Regions from separate parts of the Danio rerio genome. Here region 1 is linked to region 2. Evidence: chromatin contacts called from public Hi-C data. All regions are on one chromosome and are shown on one strand. Each heading gives the region's core, a stretch centred on a gene start, on an enhancer-like site or on the middle of the called end of the contact. The rest is flanking DNA. Distances are from core to core; before and after follow the strand shown.

What was found. A called contact is a pair of places that touch in the nucleus more often than the background predicts.
Region 1: a contact with region 2 is called in a Hi-C map of embryo, with 2.1 times the contacts expected there. The contact joins two enhancer-like sites. A contact is called at or near these places in 3 of 18 Hi-C or Micro-C datasets (caudal fin and embryo).

What each region holds. Positions count from the first base shown.
Region 1 is chr17:30,242,901-30,246,334 of GRCz12tu, reverse strand. It overlaps strn3 (striatin, calmodulin binding protein 3), which reads right to left. Exons shown (of 16, transcript NM_001013266.1): 16 at 2,263-3,434. It overlaps coch (coagulation factor C homolog, cochlin (Limulus polyphemus)), which reads left to right. Exons shown (of 12, transcript NM_001003823.1): 12 at 1,038-1,268. The coding sequence ends at 1,210. Among named protein-coding and RNA genes, the nearest start is that of coch, 6.1 kb to the left of the region's middle. Within about 2 kb of position 1,679, at least 14 of the 62 cell types and tissues checked have an H3K27ac peak or open chromatin away from gene starts, as enhancers often do.
Region 2 is chr17:30,207,059-30,210,401 of GRCz12tu, reverse strand. strn3 (striatin, calmodulin binding protein 3) reads right to left here. Exons shown (of 16, transcript NM_001013266.1): 8 at 1,703-1,839; 9 at 1,175-1,350; 10 at 984-1,031. Among named protein-coding and RNA genes, the nearest start is that of strn3, 24 kb to the right of the region's middle. Within about 2 kb of position 1,776, at least 4 of the 62 cell types and tissues checked have an H3K27ac peak or open chromatin away from gene starts, as enhancers often do.

The DNA of each region.
Region 1 (3,434 bases), core at 430-2,929, 36 kb before region 2:
AGCTCCTACGCTTGAAAAGGGAATACATGTTTAGGATCACTAGAAATTTACAGGCAAGTATGTTGGAGCTGACATCTGTAGGACGATGCCTCTTTCAAGAGCACGATTGGGCATCTTTGAATTGGCATTTCCTCTAGAATCGGGTAGTCAAAGTGGACAGCCACAGCCCTGAAGGGTTCTGATCCAACTCTGATTAAATCTGACCTGTCTGCCATTTAGGAGGTTGGTTAAGGTTGGAGTGGAACTCTTCAGGACTGTACCTCATTATAACCGAACTTGGCCATCCCTGGTTTTGAAGGGGAACTGTCCTGCAATAAATGAAATAAAAATCTGCAGACTGCTGGTTCTCCACAAGCAAGATTGGGCAAATCAGTACTGACCGCAGGAGTGTCTAAAGCAGGGGTCACCAATCACAGTCGTGGAGGGTCGGTGTCCCTGCAGGTTTTAGCTCCAACTTGTCTCAACACACCTGCCTGGGTGTTTCAAGTATACCTAGTAAGACCTTAATTAGCTTGTTCAGGTGTTTTTGATTAGGGTTGGAGCTAAAATCTGCAGAACACCGGCCCTCCAGAAACAAGTTTGGTGACCCCTAGTCTAAACGTTCTTCAAGGACCATGGGTCTGCACAGTTAACTCTAACCTTAATAAAACACATCTGAAATAGTTAATCAATGTGCTTAGGCTCACTAGAAACCTCCTCGCAAGTGTGCTAAAGCTGGTTAAAGAGCTTGTTCTTCCTGGAGAAGTATTGGACAACCCTGATCTAAAACTAGGGATCCGTGGGGCTCTGAAGGTCCAGGGGGACCAACGAGATAAAAAATGTTAAAGTATAAGAAAGAGTTGCAAACAAATTCTAGCGTTTTTTTTTTTTTTTTTTTTTACTGTGAAGGGCCCTGAGGTGGTGCAGGTACTGGTGGGGGACCTCATGGTCAGCAAGGATTGACAATGAGTGATCTTGAACATTCAGGAGAAAAAAAACAAAGGTGATAATATGTCTAATGTCATCCTGACCGTGATATTTTCTTCTTTCTTCAACAGGAATCACTGTTTACGCAGTGGGTGTTGCTTGGGCTCCTATGGAAGATCTGAAGGCGATGGCGTCTGAGCCCAAGGAGAGCCATGTGTTTTTCACTCGCGAGTTCACCGGGTTGGGACAGTTCCAGCAGCCCATCGTCCGGGGCATCTGCAGGGACTTCACAGAGTTCAATTAGACAATTTTGAGATTTTCTTGAGTGCAAGAATATGAAGAAATTGAACAACAACAAAAAAAAAAAGGTGTCAGAGTAAATAAGAAAACCACGTTTGTCTTTAGATTTGTAGAAAAAGGGATTTGAACGGTTTTGATATAAAGGAATTGATATGTTTGATCCAAAGGTTTTTACAGCTTTTTTGAGAATGTATCACACAGTATTGTATGTCAACTTCTCTATATGTGGAGAATGTAATTATTTGTGATTTGTAGTCTTTCTCTTTATGTTTCTGTTGAAAAAAACCAACAACACATTCTTTCGCTGCTTCTGGCAAGCCTTTTTTCCTGTGGAGGGGTCACTGTAACAAAAGGCTCTTTTAGAATAATTTCAGAACTTGAAGATTCAATTCCAGTTTTGCAACAAGATGGTGAGCAAGAGCAGCCACGAAGATTATCAGTGAAGCAGCGCCCTCTAACGCATTCTGATGGCAGTACACAAAACAAAGCTTTCGTTCACATAGATCTGGGTTATATATGGTCCTTCCCAGGGGTACCACCAATATACATGCACTGTAATAATACATTCATCGCATTTTTGCAAAGAATCAAGTGTGTCTGTGTGTGAGAAGAGGATAATGGTTAAAAGTTAATGTGTTTACTATAAATATATCTATATTTTCCTTTTCTTAAATTATACTAATCTATTTATCGAGCCTATTTTCTGTGTACTTTTTAGATATGCATGCTTTACTGCCTCACAGAATGACAATAGATGCGAGGAGGGGCATCAAACTGCTTGTACATTTGTTTATAATTTATTACTTTCTTCTCAATAAAGGACAAGGTGTTTGTACAACTTGACCTGCTTAACATCCTCTTCTGCCCAGCCTCATCAGAAACCTCAGCATATTCAAGAAACACATGTATGACTTCATGTAGCAGGTGGTTTGTTCAATTTGCATCTCTCTGATTAGAAACACAATCTTTATTAAAACTGGCATCCTTCATTCGTCATCACCAATGACCTGGCAGTTCAAATTAAATGCAGACTTAATTATAGAGACAGGGGGCATGTTGCATATACAGATACACCATTTAATATTTATTATAGACATTTTATATACATTACTTTTCAACAGTTGTTTTGCTATGTGGTACAATCTTTAAAATCTGTTGATTCGTAGTAAATCAAAAACCTTACAAAACTCATCAAAACTCTTCAAACTGATCAGAACTTTTGGAAGACTAGAAAAAATACTTTATTTTTTAGTATTAATCATGCATTACACAAACAAAAAGTTCTTTTGTTACACCATAAACTGCATCGTTTCCTTTAAAAATTGATTGGGGGGCAGAAGGACCACAAAGCAAATGTTATTCAAATTCCAAATGTGACGTCGTCATTTAATCACCCCCGTGTCGTTTTAAACCAACATGAAGGTCTTTTCCACGGGAACAGACACACACAAAAGAAGGTATGTTTGCATCCTAAGTTTCAGGACATTTTTCAAAATAGCTTCTTTTATGTCGCACAGATGACAATCAGTCATATTGCTTTATAGAGACATGAAGGCGAGTAAACGACAACAGCATTTTCATTTAGAGGTGAACCATCCCTTTAACTTTAAAAACAGTTCTCACCTGATCTCCGGCATCGTGAGGTGATTTAAACGCCATTTTTAGCCAACTAAGAAACCGTGTTTTAAAAAGAGCTTTCACATTAATCTCACTTATCGAATGACCTGTTCCGTTTGGTTAGCAACAGCCCGACATTGTAGTCACCGTCGAGCTATGCGCTCTCAACAAAGGATAAGACTATCCACAGACTGAAAATAAATAGCGTTCGGATTTCTAACTTGTGATACTTCAACTCATTTTACAGTAAGGTGTACAGAAACATCACATAGTGACAGGATGCTGCAGTTTATTTGTAGATTCCTATAAGCTCTCATGTCACCACGCGCTGTGCTTCTACTGGCGTACAGTCTCTCCGTTACGTGATGATAAAACAACATTAAAGCAATGTAGTAAGTGTAAAGGAGAGCATTCATCCAGGCTTTCCGGATACACAAGACCTTCGTGAAGGAGAACCGCGGGAAATGGAGGGCTCGAGTGGGATTATAGTCCCTTTAAAAAATGTGATTTTCAGCGCTTTTATGACAGTCTTTATTTATATAAAATTGATTATAAAAACTATACTTTTTTACACAAAAAAGAAACAAACGCTAAAGGTATGAAGGTTGACT
Region 2 (3,343 bases), core at 527-3,026:
CAAGCTTAAGCTCCCCCTCGCTGGAGCTCAGCTCTCTTCAAATGGCTCTGCAGCGAGCACCACTTGAATATTTTCAGCTGCTTGCAGCAATTGCTTATGTTAGGTGACTCACGCTCTGCGCAGTTTTCAACTGCAGCTCGTGCTGTATTGAACAGACGCATGTCACTTCATAACTATGGTAACCGTTTTATGACTAAACTAAATTTATTTTTGATGTCTTGGTCACACTTTTCCTGCGGGCTGCCAATTGAATAGCCCTGACCTACACAGACCTGTGTTTGCAGCAGGTCGCCACCCAGAGCGACAGGCAGCTAAAAAATCACTGTTAGTTTGAATGAGGCATAAGTCTTCATAAAATTTTGGCACTTCAAAAACAACAAAAACAAAATAGCTACATTTATATCTTTTATCATTTAATCATGATGTTTGCGGTTTCACACATTATGAAAGACCGACTGAATTTTTTTATAATGGTGAACCAGCCCTGGAAAATTACTCATATTCTTCCAATACATGTCATTACAATACAAAAGTTATCAAAGTGTGACGAAGCCTGTTAGAATGTCGTTATAATGAGCCATTAATTTCAGGAATAACTGACAAATTATGGGTGAGAGTTGAAAGTATGAGTGGATTTGAAATTTGATGCTGATTTTGCATCAAACTTTCAGCACACAAGAATCCTGAGTGAGATACCTTTCAGACACAATGTTTTTTGCTACATCAATGAAATTTTTTCGAAAAAAAGTTGGAGGAGAACATTTTGCAGGGTTTTGTCCCTGAATGAACAAATCAAGTGAGCTAATAACTCAATAATCTCTTCATTAAGACAGTCCTTTGCTTCAGGTCAAAATGAATCTGACATTTTGAACTAATCGCTTGAATTAATAACCCTCGCCTAAAAATCAAGATGTTACTTTATGGTCAAAATCACACACCAAAAACCAATAAGTGAAACAAAGAAGGTAATAACAAATACTTACATATGCCCTCTAAACGTGTATATAGGCTCCACATCAAAAGAGGCACTTCTGCAAAGCAAGTTAAAACTGTGTTTAGTGGTTTATTTAGAGCTGTTACAGATAAAAAACATTTTGAAATCAATGCGGCTATGTAAAACATTAATTCAAACTCAGGACATTGCTTTCCTTGGAAGGCCACTGCGAGCACTTACTTTTTGGCAGGAACGGTCTTGTGGAGGTTCCACAGTTTGAGCGTGTGATCTTCTGAGACTGTGACCAGCACCGGCTCTACAGGATGGAAAGCCAGGGCTCGCACTCCATCAAAGTGGCTACGCAGGGTATATTTGGGATTCCATGTCTTCCTGAATGCATCCTTATTGGCTGGCAGCTAAAAATAGGGGGGCATTTTAAAGGCATTGGAATAACTGTGAAATGATTGATTCATTAAGGATTGACAGTAAGAGAATAGGATAGCTGTCCTATCTGAGTACACAGCAAAGCACACCAGGCATGAACAACTGATGTTCTCTGTAACCTTTATACAGAATGAAACTAATATAGTACAAGACATTTGAGTAAACATGATGGGCTTTGTTTTGTGTAACAATTAACTGATAGTTAAACAATACTGCATTTAAAAATTAAGCAGGGGATCAGACAGTGTTTTTCAAGTCGATGCTATTATTTATTAATGCCAGTGTAAAGTATTATTAAAGCAGAGGAGCAGTCTGGGTACTTACATCATAGCTGTATTCAGCCTCGTCATTGGAAACAGTCAGATCGGCGAGGTCTCCCAGGCCCAGCACACTTTCCAACATGTCATCAGAACCCATGATAAAGGACTTGCCCCCACCAGGCGTGAATGGCAGAGGCTCAGCTAAGAATAGAAAATAGAAGAGAAGGGCCCAGTAAACAAGGCGCCACACCTTGGAGTGGAAAACGGGGCTTAAGCAATACAGTAATATGTTTTATAGCAGTTAACAGCTTAATAAATCTGTAAGCCACTGGTAAGAGGCAATTAGGGGTCGATTAGAGATAGATGAGATCCATTTCTTGTTACCCAGTGTTTTAACCTAACACTTTTGTCCACTTCCCTATTTTTTTGTGGTGAAGGTAATGGGTGGATATATCTATGGTCTTTTTATAATCTTTGGGAGTATGATCTACCATCCTCTAACAGTGTAAAATAAGCAAGCCAAGGGTACAATGGATAACAATAGAGAAAGTTGAAGCTTCCATTTTTCTGCCACTTTTGAAATGGTTAAAAGTAAAAAATAAAAAAAAAATAAAAAAAGCTAGCTTTGAGCATGCAATTGTAATGAGCTCAACAAAAAACAGAGCCTAACACAAAAATGGATTCTAAAGTGTCATTTACACAAATACAATTCTTTTTAAAACCAAGTTGTTACAGTTACATTGATGGCAGATCAATGATAAGGCGAAATAACCTACTGTAACATCTGCAATTATATAAAATAAATAAATGCAACATGCATGAAAACATACAAACCAAGTCTCCGATATGTTACTCATTAAAAAATAACGGCACACAGCATACATTTCCTTATTTGGGGTTCAAAAACAACACACAATATAGCCCAAAGTCAGTGCAGACCTCTCAACTGCATATTCAATCTTCACTAGCACATGTAGCCTCTGTTAGAAAGTAATTCCATCATTTAGAGTTCTTAATAGTTGAGAAGGCAATGATAATAGGTAAACATGGCAGTTTAAAAAAAAAAAAAAAAAGCTTCCTTTGTTTTCATTCACCTGGCTTGCACATGAGCTAGTGATGCTTCTCTGTAAACCAATAGCGTTCAGCTGTGCGTCTTGCTCCACCTTTTGTAACCCATTTGTTGTGATAGGTAACCTTCCAAAAGGGTACCTAAAAAGTGGTACGCTACGGTTTGCTCGTTGGTACTTTTTGACAGTGGAAATGGCCATAAAAGCATACCGAATCATACCGAATCATACCATACCGGACCGTAACAATCAGTGGAAATGAGCTGCTAGTATCCACACTACTTAATCATTTTTGACCAATAAAAACTTGCCCGGCTATCCACAATCACTTATTTTTACTGTGAACGTAAATATAAAAATAAAAAACATATTTACAAACTCTATTCAAGTAACATTCATATGTGGTTTGAAATGCTACTTAAATAACATTTCTTCTGGAAATCTGTTTTAGTTTGACCGTTCTTTCCCTTTTACTCATTTAACTTCCTTATGTCAGACACTGTTTGTAAAAAAAAAAAAAACATCCTTTTTTCTGAAGGACAATCTTGCTTGTACAAACCTGCTTGTACAATCTGTAGCCAAATATTCCTTACAAATTCTTTCTGAACAACTGCTTTAGAGAGGTTTATGTTTCCGGC